Linked DNA regions of Mus musculus: region 1 is linked to region 2. The links are chromatin contacts, called in public Hi-C maps. All regions are on one chromosome and are shown on one strand. Each heading gives the region's core, a stretch centred on a gene start, on an enhancer-like site or on the middle of the called end of the contact. The rest is flanking DNA. Distances are from core to core; before and after follow the strand shown. Region 1 overlaps Sec24d (Sec24 related gene family, member D (S. cerevisiae)). Region 2 holds the start of Synpo2 (synaptopodin 2).

Region 1 (3,235 bases), core at 202-2,701, 72 kb after region 2:
TAAAAAGTATTTCATATTCATGAGTTTTTGGTCTGTGTACAAGTATTCAAGGAGGTCAGAAGAGGTTGTTTTTATCCCCTGTGATAAAATTCAGATGGTTGTGTGTTGCTATGTGTGTGGGGAATAGAACCCTGGTCCTCTGCAAGAGCAGTCAGTGCTCTTAACCACCGAGCCATCTCTCCAGCTCCATCAACTTAAGGAGGATAACATAGGCCTGTGTGTACTGACGAGGAGATCCTGCTGTGTACAACAGAGGGAGCTTCATTAAAGTCTGTCGTAGCTATTCCCAACAACCCATGGAAGGGAGGAAAGAAGAGAAAAGTGTGATAGTTTCATGTCATCATGTAAATGCTCCTAATGGTGGTTGTCTGTCACATGTCTATCTTTATTTATTTATTTATTTATTTATTTATTTATTTTGGAAGTGTCTTAAGGTGAATTGTCAATGTCCAATATGCTTCACTCATCACACATTATTAACTAATGTCCACGATCTGCTTACTGAGACAGAGTTAGTTTATGAACGTACATCCTTTTGTGGTCTGCTGATCAAACCCAAGATCTCATGCTCTTTAAGAAGTGGATGTCTTCGCATGGGGGTCAGCGAGTAGAATGTGGTGGTTTGAACACAAATGCCCTCCGTTGGATGATGCGTAAGAGTGCTTGGTCCCCACTTGATGTACTGTTTGGAAAGGATTAGGTAATGTGGCCTTGTTGGAGGAGATGCAGCCTTCGGAGTAGATGTGTCACTGGGAGTGGCCTTTAAGGTTTCACAAGCTTACACCAGGCCCAGTGTGTCTCTGTCTCTGTCTCTCTCTGTCTTTCTGTCTCTCTGTCTCTCTGTCTCTCTCTGTCTCTGTCTCTCTCTCTCTCTCTCTGTCTCTGTCTGTCTGTCTGTCTGTCTGTCTGTCTCTCTCTCTCTCTCTCTCTTGCCTGCTGCCTGAAGATCAAGATGTAAACTCTCAGCTACAGCTACAGCTATAGAGACATGCATGTCTACTCCCTACTATGATGATAATATAACTAACCTTCTGACATTGTAAGCGAGCCCCCAATTAAATGATTTCCTTTAAAAACAAAAACAAAAACAAAATGAAAAGAAATGCATGAGTTAAAGCCAGCGTTAATTACATTTCAGCAAATCCGTATACCTGTGTAACCTCAGTGCCTACCAAAATGTAACCTATCATGGTTCCTCTAGAGAAAGAAGCCCCTCACGGCCACTCAGCCGTTCCCACCCGTCACACCACCTCCCTTCTTAGGTATCCACGGTTCCGACGTTTTCTATGGCAGACTTGAATTTCTCACCCAGTGCCTTCTATGGCTAAGGTTACAGAGGATAGAAATGCTGTGAAAGCGTTTTCTCTCGCGCGACACAGTGAGGTTCACGGATCAGCAGCCTTTCTTTTTGTTTCTGAGAAGTGTTTTGTTGTACAGATATGGCAGTCTGCTTACGCAGGATTTTATTGGTAGACATCTGGGCTTTCTCTACCTCATTAATAAAAGTGCTGTGAATATGTTGTACAACTCTCTCCGTGAACAGACGCTCATTTTTCTTAAGCTAACATCCACGAATACACCTCAGCCTCCCGAGGTGATACTCAGTGGATTTAAAAGAAGCTCACTGACCGATCCTTTTGCTCACCTTGCATTAACATTGCCAGGGGCTGCCCGAGGGTCAGTGATGTCTTTGTTTTAATGCTAGCAATCAGGATGAGTATGTGGTAGACTCTATGAGGTAGTCTTTATTTCAAGGTTTTTGATTTGAGCAAAATTTAATTTAATTTTAAAATTGTACACTGACTATTATGCTGCTCATATACACGTCATTAATAATTATTAATATTTGTTATATTGTGATTTTAAGGGAATGAACACATCCTAGGTATATGTAATTTCCACTTTCCTGAAACCCATTCGTTGCTCCTCCTCTTTTCTCTAGGGACAAACATGGGTACACTTGATGTTTGTCCTCACCTTAGGACACTATGCAGCATTATTCTTCACGTAGCTGAGATGATGACATTTGAATTATAAAGTGTGAATGAGTGGTCACAGGGAAGGAGCCTCTTCGCTTCCCTTGCTGCCGTCCCACCACCGCTTTTCAGACAGCTCTTACCTATTTTATTTTTTTGAGATTCCTTTTACACATACAATATACATACTTCTAAAATATACATATAAGTATGTGAATTCACCCCTTGACTAAGTCAGTATGTAAATTACTATATTAGTGCTGGCACAGCTGTGCCCTGCTCTCAGCATTTCAGTTTTTTTCATTAGTGTGTTGTGCCCTGGTCCCATGCTGCTGTTTGCAGAGCTGCCTCACCCTTCACAGCAGGGAGGCGCACAGGTAGGAAGAGAAACATTGTTACCACCGTTAAGGCTTAGGAAGAGAAACATCCTAGCCGCTGTGTGTGCCAGTTTGAGACTAGGGCTGATTCTAAAACCCGCTGAACTTTTGCAGCTCGAGTCCTGCTGTTGAGCAGCTGTGGTCTCATAAATGAGCCCGGAAGAAGTGAATTATCTCCTCCTTGGGGTGGGGAGATGAAGATGGACTTTTCCTGCCTTGCCTTTGATACCTATAACTTTCATAATCAAGAGAAGATGAGTTTATATCTTAAAAGCTACCCTAAGAATATGCAAAATAAGAAGTTCTGTCGTGTTTCCTGGACATGGGATTTCGGCCCCTGACAGTGTCCTTGTTGGGTATCCTGTGCCCACTGCAGTGAATTTGCCTGATTTTTAACAAGGCATGAGTAAAACTACTCTTAGTCTCCTCCCGAGATAGCTAACTTGGATCAAACTGATTTAAGTCTGAATATGTGCTTTTTGTGTTTTAAGTCACTAGTTTTAATAGAACGCTATCCACCCTCAAGGCTTTTGTGCCAACTTGAGCTCCAGGAAAGTCTCTGAGCTCCAGACGCCAACAGGAGGTGACGTTGCGCTGATTGCTGACTTTCAGAATCTGACCTGGGGAGAAGCTGCACTTGAGAATGAAAATATATTCTTTCAGTATTTGTAGGCAGTGGACACTGAGCCGCTAGCTGCTAGCTGGATGTGTCCCACGGCGCTATCCTCTCCATGCAGGCTCGTTCTGCCAGGAGCTCTGCCCTTTTCCTCAGAGCATCAGAAGATCACTTTGAGTGGACAGATGGGAGGGATACACGACCACTGTATGGCAGTGTCTCTTTGATGAAGAATTGCCTCCAAAAAAAAAAAAAGTTCATTTTTC
Region 2 (3,679 bases), core at 650-3,149:
GAGTGAGTGAGCAACGGTTTCTTCCTGGAGTTTCTCTTTCCCTATCCCAGGCAACATCTCCTCTTCCATGGCAACTGAGTCAGGGCTGGTGATTGACGAGCCTCAGGCCGAACTGCAAGTAGAACCCAAATCTCGGCTGACAGGGAGCCAACCAACCAGCTACGACTGAGCAAATCTGCCTTCGTCTCCTAGGCCGTGCAATGTGCTGAATCTGGCATTCACGTTTTATCTGCTGTTGGTTCCTGGCTCCTAAAGGATTCCAGCAGAGCTCCCTTCCAATCCTTTCATCTCTCTGCCCTCCCAAACAGGAGCTCGAGGTGAGGACACCATGTCCCAAAAGAACTAAAAGACCTGGGACGTCTGAGGAACTTTCTAGATCTAAGTGGCTTTCATCTTCCAGTTCTGTGCTCACAACTTCCATTTCTGCACCTCTCACTAGGTGGCAGGATTCAACTACCAAAGAAAGAATGTTCCAATAGATGCTCGAGAGCAGAAATTTTCAAAGAAACGTCGGTCTTCACAGGGAACATTTATGAAAGGGAAAAAAGAATATAGCTACAAAGGCGGTGACCCATGGGCTTCATAGAGGCCTAGATTCATTTTAGCTATAGCTATGCAACAAGAAAGTAACCTTTGATGCCTTCCAATACTGGCACAGAATTCTACAGTTCCATGTTAACATTTGATGAAAAGTTTTTTACTTTCTTGCTTTCTAACTTCATTTTAGCTGAATGCCAGTTCGAATCTAAATGAGATTATGGGTATTATGCTAAACTGAAAATCAATCTAATGTGACAAAGATAAACAACGTATTAAATAGCTATTAGGTGCACCAGAAAGCTGTAATTAATGCATTGTAAAGAATCTGTGAATACACTGACGAGACTCAGCAGGCTGTACTTATATAGTTTATGCATATATATATACATATATATGTACCCATACATACATACATAAATACATACTTACATATTTAAACATTAAAGAAGAATCCAGAAATTGGGGAAGGAGGGTACATAGGCAGAGTTGGAGGAAGGAAAAAGAGTGGAGGGAAATAATGTAATTATATTTTAATAAAATAAATTTTTTAAAAAATAATAAAGTATCTATGACTATCTTGAGCTCTTAGCCACATGAGTATAGTCAATGGAATATACAGTTCTTTAAATCCTTAAAAGGCTAGTCTCTTAAACAGATCTCATGACAGTTCTTTATACCTTAAAGATTATTGCCCCAAACTGGTCCTTTTACGCCTGTTGCACAATAAATGTCACTACCAATTATTTGTTAGAGCCCACCAAATGTCCATGCCCAGTGGTTACGGGGAGCTGAGGCCTGTCTCCTCTGTGGAGAGTCCAGCAACACATGAAGGAGAGAATGCTATGGAAGCAGCTTAAGGTTGCTGGCTGTCAGATGATAATTAACCAGCCTGTATTTCACATGATAGGATTAGCATTCCCTCCGTTGATTGATAGCTAATTATATGACATATGGTATACATTTTCCCACAAAAATTTTTTTTTAAAGCCACATTCTCGATAAGTTTACCAACAGCGCAGAAGACAAGCAAATGACCTGAAAGACCATCAACAGGTTGTTTTCATCCCCCTCCCCACCTTCCCCGCATCCAACAGCCTCTCTCGGTCCTCCTACCTTTGCAACTTGCAAAGGCTGCTGCTCCTCCTTGCCTCCTTGCAGTCTGAACCCCCAGGGCGCCCCTCCAGTCATGGAAATGCAGATGAAATCTCCGGTGCCCATCTTCTCCTTTCAGTTGGGCAGCATCAAGAGCTTGAGAAAGCCAGGGGAAGCCGCGGTGCAGGAGAGGACGCGTCTTAAGCTGGGCTGGTGGTGCAGAGGGTGCAGGACGCAAGGCTGCCCCGCTGCCGGCTGCGGGGAAAGTGCGCGGAGGCCGAGCCTCCCCACCGCCCTCCCAGCACCTGTACCGCCCTCTCTTGCGTCACGCTCTTTGCTCGGCCCACTTTTCAGCTAAAAGGACAGAGCCTCGCACTAAAAGAAAAATCCCTGTTTGGGACAGAATGGGGCCAATGGAGAGCGGGGAGGACAACATTGCTCTTGCTTTAGCAGATTCCGTGCCAGCACCTGAATAGAACCGAGATTTAATTATTCTATAAATAGTAGCCGGGCTGTGGGAGTTTTAACCTCCACAAGTAAGCAGCTAAAACGTAAGCTCTCTCATTACTAGAGAGTTAGACTTTCTCAAAGAAACACTTCTATGTTTGCCACATTGATGAATGAGAAAGAAAAGATAAAACAAGTTTCGTTGCTGTTCTACCTGCTGCCCGAAGAAAGCAACCCTTTAAGGGGTGGGGGGAATAAAACAAGAGCATTTTTGAAAATGTTTTCTGAAATTGTGCTTTTCTGAACTAACATATGTTTAGAGGAGGAGAAGGAGGGCCTTCCACAGTAAACTATCTCCTAATAACTTTCTATCGCAAGGTTTAAGATGTTTTCGATTTTGCTGGTATTGTCTGAGAATGCATGCATACCATGTGTTTAGATCCAATCCATGTCCTGGCCCCTTTCCACCCCATCCTTCCCCTCTTCCCACTGCTACAACTCCCTTCCAGTTTCATGTGCTCATTTGTTAGACGACGGAGTCCTCTTGGTGTCACCAATCTATGTGGGTGAAGGATAATCTAGTGGTAGCCTCAGTGTCACAGCCCCTGAGGAAAACTGGCTCTCCCTCTCCTAACCGCCTTCAGCTGCCCAAGCTCCAGCCCCTCTTCCCCCCATACAAAGATAATCAACGTGATGCCTAAACATTTGTGCAGTCACCGTGACATGTGCTACAAGATTTCTGTCAGAGGATTCCTCGTTACCTACTGACCCACTAAGGCCTGGTGGGCCTGGAATATTTATGCCTTCCCAAGGCACATTATCGAAATGCCATCTGAGCAGGTGCTGACAGAGCTCTGGCGTTCCAGTGGGAGGGGCGGGGCAGCAGAACCAGCAGTGAGAGAGGATGTCCTCAGCCCTCCCTCTGAGGCATTTTCCACTCTGTTTACTAAAAAAAACCTCTCTGTTCTGAGGCTGAAGGTGGTATGTGGAGGCACTGCTGCTCCTGGCTGTCTACATTCCCTCAGGAGGATCACAGAACAGGGGACATGCACACCAGCGACAACTGTTGGTGCGCAGAGCTCAGAGTTGCTGCCTTTCTCAGTCTTGGAGCACTTGGGCATGCCTCACTGCTGGGGCTGCTAACACCAGGCAAAGATCACAGACTGCTGGACTTTTGCAGCAAACACATTTCACAGTGCTAGAGGGGTTACAGCTCAAATGTCTTGTGTTTGAACACTTGGTCTGGTGGCACCACTTTTGGAGACTGTGGAATCATTGTGACTGTGTCTAACCTAGCACAGGTGGGTCACCAAGGGTGGGCCTTAAAGGGCCATGTCCACTTCTGGCTCTGGCCAAAACTTTCTGCTTCATATCTGCTTCAGCATCTGAGGGGCATGGGCCATGCTTTCCTGCTGCTATGATAGACTGTATCCCTAAACCTGTAACCAGAATAAGCCTTTCCTCCTTTAGGTTGCTTCTGTCAAATACTTTGTCACAGCAAGGCAAAAGTGGGAAGGTTCTGAGATCAGGGTCCCTCTAGAGATGGGTGGTTCACAGTGTGGCTTGTAGTTGGCTCTCCACGATGTTTTCACAGTATCGG

What was found. Hi-C and Micro-C count contacts between places; a contact is called where the count stands out from the background.
Region 1: a contact with region 2 is called in a Hi-C map of uterus, with 5 times the contacts expected there. The contact joins the enhancer-like site here to the promoter of Synpo2 in region 2. A contact is called at or near these places in 18 of 39 promoter capture datasets (the 3T3-L1 cell line, 3T3-L1-derived adipocytes, the HPC-7 cell line and 14 more), 1 of 15 datasets of contacts at CTCF or cohesin (CD8 T cells), 59 of 484 Hi-C or Micro-C datasets (the AML12 cell line, the BV-2 cell line, CD4 T cells and 35 more), 12 of 115 datasets of contacts at active chromatin or transcription factors (PVALB interneurons, a beta-TC-6 cell line, bone marrow-derived dendritic cells and 8 more) and 5 of 9 other capture datasets (adipose tissue, embryonic stem cells, liver and 2 more).

What each region holds. Positions count from the first base shown.
Region 1 is chr3:123,306,955-123,310,189 of GRCm38.p6, forward strand. The region is part of intron 8 of Sec24d (Sec24 related gene family, member D (S. cerevisiae)); the gene reads left to right. Among named protein-coding and RNA genes, the nearest start is that of Sec24d, 41 kb to the left of the region's middle. Within about 2 kb of position 1,452, at least 7 of the 459 cell types and tissues checked have an H3K27ac peak or open chromatin away from gene starts, as enhancers often do. A contact at or near this core is called in pancreatic islet and uterus, where this site is marked.
Region 2 is chr3:123,234,250-123,237,928 of GRCm38.p6, forward strand. Synpo2 (synaptopodin 2) reads right to left here and starts at 1,900. Exons shown (of 5, transcript NM_080451.2): 1 at 1,654-1,900. The coding sequence starts at 1,758.